Linked DNA regions of Dromaius novaehollandiae: region 1 is linked to region 2. A link is a contact called in public Hi-C data. All regions are on one chromosome and are shown on one strand. Each heading gives the region's core, a stretch centred on a gene start, on an enhancer-like site or on the middle of the called end of the contact. The rest is flanking DNA. Distances are from core to core; before and after follow the strand shown.

Region 1 (2,700 bases), core at 100-2,599, 72 kb after region 2:
AAGGGAGGCCAAGAATTTGTTGCTGCAGCCAGTTCTACACTGGATCTGCTCTTCACTTGTTTTCTTCCAGACCAGTAAAGCAAGTTCAAAGCCCACTCCAGCTTTAAGCTGGTGGAAGCAGTATGGACAGAATTAGGCCCCATAGGTTTGCATTCCCATTCTGACCCAGCAGCATTTTCAAACAGTGTCAATGATCGGTACAAGGCTCAGGCTAGCACTGCATCCAGTCCCAAACCTTGCAGATTAAATCTGCTAAAGATAACTCCCAGGAAACAGCAGCAGCAATAGGGCCGATCTGTTCCACCCTCCCTCCCTCCAAGCTACACCAGTCCTTATTGAGTCAATGTCATCCCACAGCAAATCACTGAAAACCAAGATGTGCGTGCTGGAGATAAAAGCAGCTGATCAATGTCCCTGCGTAAAACGTCTAATAATCCCTACACAGGGCAGGCATCTGGCGCCAGAAGCAGCATGCCAGAGAGATGAACGTGAAAACTATCCATTGCCTATTCCTGGCACCTTTCTCCAGCACAGGGTGCAGAGCGGGGAGAGGGGCCCCAGGATTCAAAATCCATCCCTCCCCCCGCCAGGCAACAGCGCAGCGTTCAGGGAGGCTATGGTTTCTGCCTTACAGCCAGCTCGAAATCTGGAGCTCAAGGGCAGTAACACAAGCTGCAAACACCATCCTACGTTTTTACAAGATAAGCAAGGAAGGGGGTGCCCATCTCTCTTTCCTCGCTGTCTTTAAGGTTACCTATGCAGCACAGCTACATATGCAGTGCAGCTCTTGAAATCGCTGTACGAAATGCAACGTAAGCATTATAAAAAGGTCTCTTCTGCTAAAACAACCTATATCTACAAATTTAAAGCCAATAGGCAGTTCTCGGTCCTCCTCCCCTCTTCCAGGCTGAATCTGAAGCTGTTTCTGCTCATCCTCCTCCCCCAGAGCGCGCAGACGGGCGGTAAATCCGCGGCGCTCACAGCGTTTCGCGTTCCCAGGCTCTCCCCGGCAAACGCCCCGGGCGCTGCGGGGATCCCGCACGCACAGGCGCCCCGGCCCGGGCAACGCCGCCCCGCAGCCGAGAGCGGAGGCCGGGCGGCCCCAGGGCTGCCCGCAGGTCGCGGCGGAGCCGCCGCCGCCTCTACCTTCTCCTGCGCCCGCGTGAGCTTCTTCTGGACGTTGCTGGCGATCTTGCCCGCGGTGACCCCCTTGCCGCCCAGCTCAGCCATCTTGCCTGCTCTTTTAACGGCGCGGCTGCGAGCGCCGGGCCGGCGGGAAGGGGGGCAAAACCCGGCACACAATGGCCGCGGCCTCCCGCGGCGAGCCGCTCCGGCGCCGCCTTTTAAAGGGACAGCGCGCCGCGGCCGCCGCGCCGCCTTAAAGGGGCCGCGCGCCGCCCCGGGAGGGGGCAGCAGCAGCACGGCCCCGCGGCCGCGGCGGACGGAGGGGGCGCTGGGGCCGCGCGTGGTGCCCCGGGCAGCGCTAAGGAGCAGCGGCCACGGCAAAGTCCTGCCCTGGTATAGCTGCACCCCGATGAGCAGGAGGAGGGCCGGGGGCTGGGGAGGGGGAACAAAAAAAAAAAGGGGTCAGCCGCAGGTTTTATTCTAGGACGAACCGCAGCTTTCTCTCCTCGTTGCGTATCTTGCCTGCTTATCAAAATGGTCTAAAGTCTGCCGGAGTAAGGCGGCTACGGCTGCCGCCACCCACAGAAAAGGAGATGTGCTTCCCACACCAGACCCATGAGCCACCAATATTTTAAAATGGCTAAATGAGGAATTTTACTTGAAGATGCTGACTGATGGCTATATTAGTCCTCACTGCAATTAGAATGCTAAATGGTAGCAAATGATTAATATTAGGTAGCTGACACGATTTTGCTGTTGCAACAAAATGCCACTTACTTGTTTGAAGAGATTTGCACTGCCAATTGCTATCACTGGTTGTCAATACTCATAAAAAATACCGCAAAAATACTTTTCAAATTATTTCTGGACCTTTAACAAACTGAGAGTTTATAAAACCAAAAAAATCCCACAAGAATATAAGTGAATCAACAGCCTGTTTTTAGAAGTGAGCTGGAAGTTCAGAAGATTTCATCCTTTAATTCTGGCTCGTGTATCAACTTACTACGGGACCCCGGATAAGCGCCTTCACCTCAGTATTGTCTCTGAAAATTGGCAATAATCAAATGAGTAGCTTGCCTCACAGGAGCATTAGCATGGCTGATTAGTTACTGTTTGCACCGAACCCTGCATGTGTTATGCTAGCAGCTTTTTACCCATTTTGGGGTTTGCCTGTGGATTCAGCATGGCTGCAGCTGAAGGTTGTTCCAGTTGGAGCATAACGCTGAGGGTGCTGTGAGGTGCTTTGCCTGCCTCCACTGCAGAAGACATTGTAGCAAAGGGGCACTGAGTGACGTTTAAATGTCACGAAAATTGCATCAAGTACCAGAAGAAAACCAGCCATGACAGCACAGAATCCTGGATAGGCCTGACTTACCCTGCTTCCTCGGTACCTGAGCCTGCATGGAATTACTCTTCGGTGGCGACTGAACTGCTTTTCAATATGGTTGCAATGCTGCAGGTTGCATCCTGCCGGTAGCCTGTCCTTGTCCCTCTTCAGTGAGCCTGTGGACCGCTGACTGCATAAACTACACCTATGCCATAGCGTTCATCCCCACAGGGCTTCATCTCACTCTG
Region 2 (2,700 bases), core at 26-2,525:
CCTAGAAACACATCAGCTAGTCTGTGCTACTTGTGCTATGTAGCCAGGCTGATTTTGTCAGCCACAGTAAGGTTTCTGTAGGCGCTCACATGGATGCTGTGGTCATGTAAAAGGTAAATGCCTCTCTTCTCACACCTCTTAATTCATTTCCTGCTATTGTATCCATCCCCAATCCCCTTCCCAGTAGGGAAGGGTTAGGGAAGCATCTGCTCTTAATGCATGCCACAATGGGCAATCAGAACGGTAACGGGTATTTCCTCCTGCATGGTGCTGCTCCAGCCCTACAGCCTTAAAACATCACCACGATGGGGGCAGGGGGACAGGGGGCACGCAGATGTGGTGGATGACAGAAGTACCTCACTACATTTCCTGGTCAGTCTAAAACATCTACTGTCCTAGCAAACGTCTGATGCATCCTCCTACAACCCTCTGCTCCACTGCGTTCAGGGCAGCACAGCTGCTTTAGGGCAAGTCTGGCATCTCAGCTGACGCCTGAGCAGGGAAGGAAGTGATGAAGCAGCAGCAGCTGAATTGCTACCTGCGCAGGCTCTTCTGCGTGCTCAGTTTTGTTTTTACGGCCCTGTGGCCTCCCAGGCAGCCAAAGAGAGCAGAGGTGCAGCTAAGTCACCTATTATATCCCCAGGTGAAGCTTGCAGTTTGTGTGGGCAGGAATCATGACAACAGGTAATTTATTTTCTTGGAAGCTCTTTCAGGCCACAACAATAATAAACATGTCTTGGCCAAGCTGTCACTACAGCCTGCAATCACTTCCTTGAGGAAGGAAGGAGGAGGAAGCAGCTGGACAAAGCAAAGGCTACAACCTTCACCCTTCCTGTTACCTCATCCTTTTCTGGTGGATGCTGCTATCAGAAACAGCAAGGCACACAGCAGTAAAAGGCTATGCACCGGCAGCCCCCTCGCAAGTCTTCAGTCTTTGGGCTGTGATGACTAACAGGCACCTTGTGCTAACTTTGGAAGAGGGTATTATTTTCACAAGAAGCCTTTCTACTAGCATCTTGGAGATCTGATGTTAGCAATCCAAAATTCATGGGCCAAATTTCACTTGAGCGTCCTCTTTTAAAGTTAGCCACACTGGAACAAGACACGCAAGTCGTCTATGCATGACTGTAACAGGGGGTTAAACAGGCAGGTAAGACAAGGGAGCACAGAGCTCTCAACAGCTGATCCAGCCTCTCCAAATCCATACGCTGGAACTGCAGCTTGTCCTTACTTCATGCTGACTTCACCTCCCCCTCCATCAGTATACCAATTGAGGACACGGGCTGCATTCCTGCTCACCCGGCACGTGGGATTAGCAGCAGCTGGAAGCCAGAGCCCTGCATTGTTTCATCACTCACGCATTTGGACAGGAGCCAGACGCCACCTCATCCAGTGCCTGACCTCTCCCTCCCCTCTCAGTGAGAGAGAATGTGCAGATCTGCAGTTAACCAAAAAGGATGGGACCTAACCAAGGAAAGAAAACTAAAGGCCTGGAGGACACTCATTCCTTGCACGCAGGCAGATCGGAGGCATTCTCAGATTAGAAGGCCTCATACTAGTGAGGCTGCACAACACACGTGGAAGCAACACATCCCATTTCAATACACAGGAGGCATAAGACTTTGGCAAACAGGAGGCTCCAAGTTTGGAGGGCAAAATAGGAGGCTGGGGAAGTAAACAGGATTGTTTTGACTCTCTAGAGATCGCAAGTTGCGGGTTTGTGGGGGAAGCTTTAGAGGAAAGAATGGGGTGAGAGTGCAGGGCAACTAGACCAAGGAAGAAGGGCTGCTCAGTATTACAGTGTTGGTGCATGGAATTCAGCTTTAAAAACAGCAGGGGCAGGAGTTAGTTGCCTAAACATCAGTATGCAGTGAAAGTTTAGGCCTCCAGCTGCTATTACAGAAAGGGAAGTCATCTTGTGTTGTCTCTGCCAGCCCCAGGTGCAACCTTGGACATGTCTTCCGGAATCTCAGAAGGGCACTGGCTGACTACATGCAGGCAATCAAATTGCTTCCCAAACAACAACATGGTGGTTTCAATGCAACTAGAAGAGACTTCCCTGTACCACAGCCTCAGCCTGCCCCTCCTCCCCTGCCAAGGAAAGATACTGCTCCCACAGTTACTGACCTGGGCTGTGCTTTAACAGGGAAGGCATTGCCTGAGTACTGCTTGTCTAGACCCAGCAGGACATCATGGAGGTTTTGGTTCAACTGCAAAATGCAAAAACAAGAGAGAAAAAGATTGAGAAAAGAGCTTCGAGTGCCACAAGAAAGCCTGGGCTGGCCAGCACAGGCTGGCCAAGCACAGACTTGCACCCAAGCATGTGTACACAGTCAACTATCCCAAGAGAAGATAGCCCCCATCTGTTCCCACTCTTCCTTTGGTGGGGGTGGGGGTGGGTGGGGCGGGGAACACACACTGCTGTACTCAAATAGTTGAAGAGTTGCTGACATCTCCTGGGAACGCTCTGTCTCACTTACGAACCATCCTCTTTGATTCTCTATCACCTGCCCCCACCAGGTACCATTGCAAAGCAGGCAAAGAATTTTCCTGATGGTCTACATGCTGGAATTGAAGCCTGACTCTGGATTCGCAGCCAAAGCTGCTCCTCAGACCTGCTTGTAAAGCTGGGATATGGCCATTTGGACTGTGGAATTAAAGGCAGCTGTAGTTTCAGTCATCGAGCCTTGACTTCATGGG

Evidence for each region. Hi-C and Micro-C count contacts between places; a contact is called where the count stands out from the background.
Region 1: a contact with region 2 is called in a Hi-C map of liver, with 3 times the contacts expected there. The contact joins the promoter of BIN1 here to the enhancer-like site in region 2. A contact is called at or near these places in 3 of 4 Hi-C or Micro-C datasets (brain, liver and ovary).

What each region holds. Positions count from the first base shown.
Region 1 is chr7:16,919,692-16,922,391 of bDroNov1.hap1, forward strand. It overlaps BIN1 (bridging integrator 1), which reads right to left and starts at 1,350. Exons shown (of 14, transcript XM_026095624.2): 1 at 1,147-1,350. The coding sequence starts at 1,230.
Region 2 is chr7:16,847,411-16,850,110 of bDroNov1.hap1, forward strand. BIN1 (bridging integrator 1) reads right to left here. Exons shown (of 14, transcript XM_026095624.2): 9 at 2,128-2,210. Among named protein-coding and RNA genes, the nearest start is that of BIN1, 72 kb to the right of the region's middle. Within about 2 kb of position 1,276, at least 2 of the 2 cell types and tissues checked have open chromatin away from gene starts, as enhancers often do.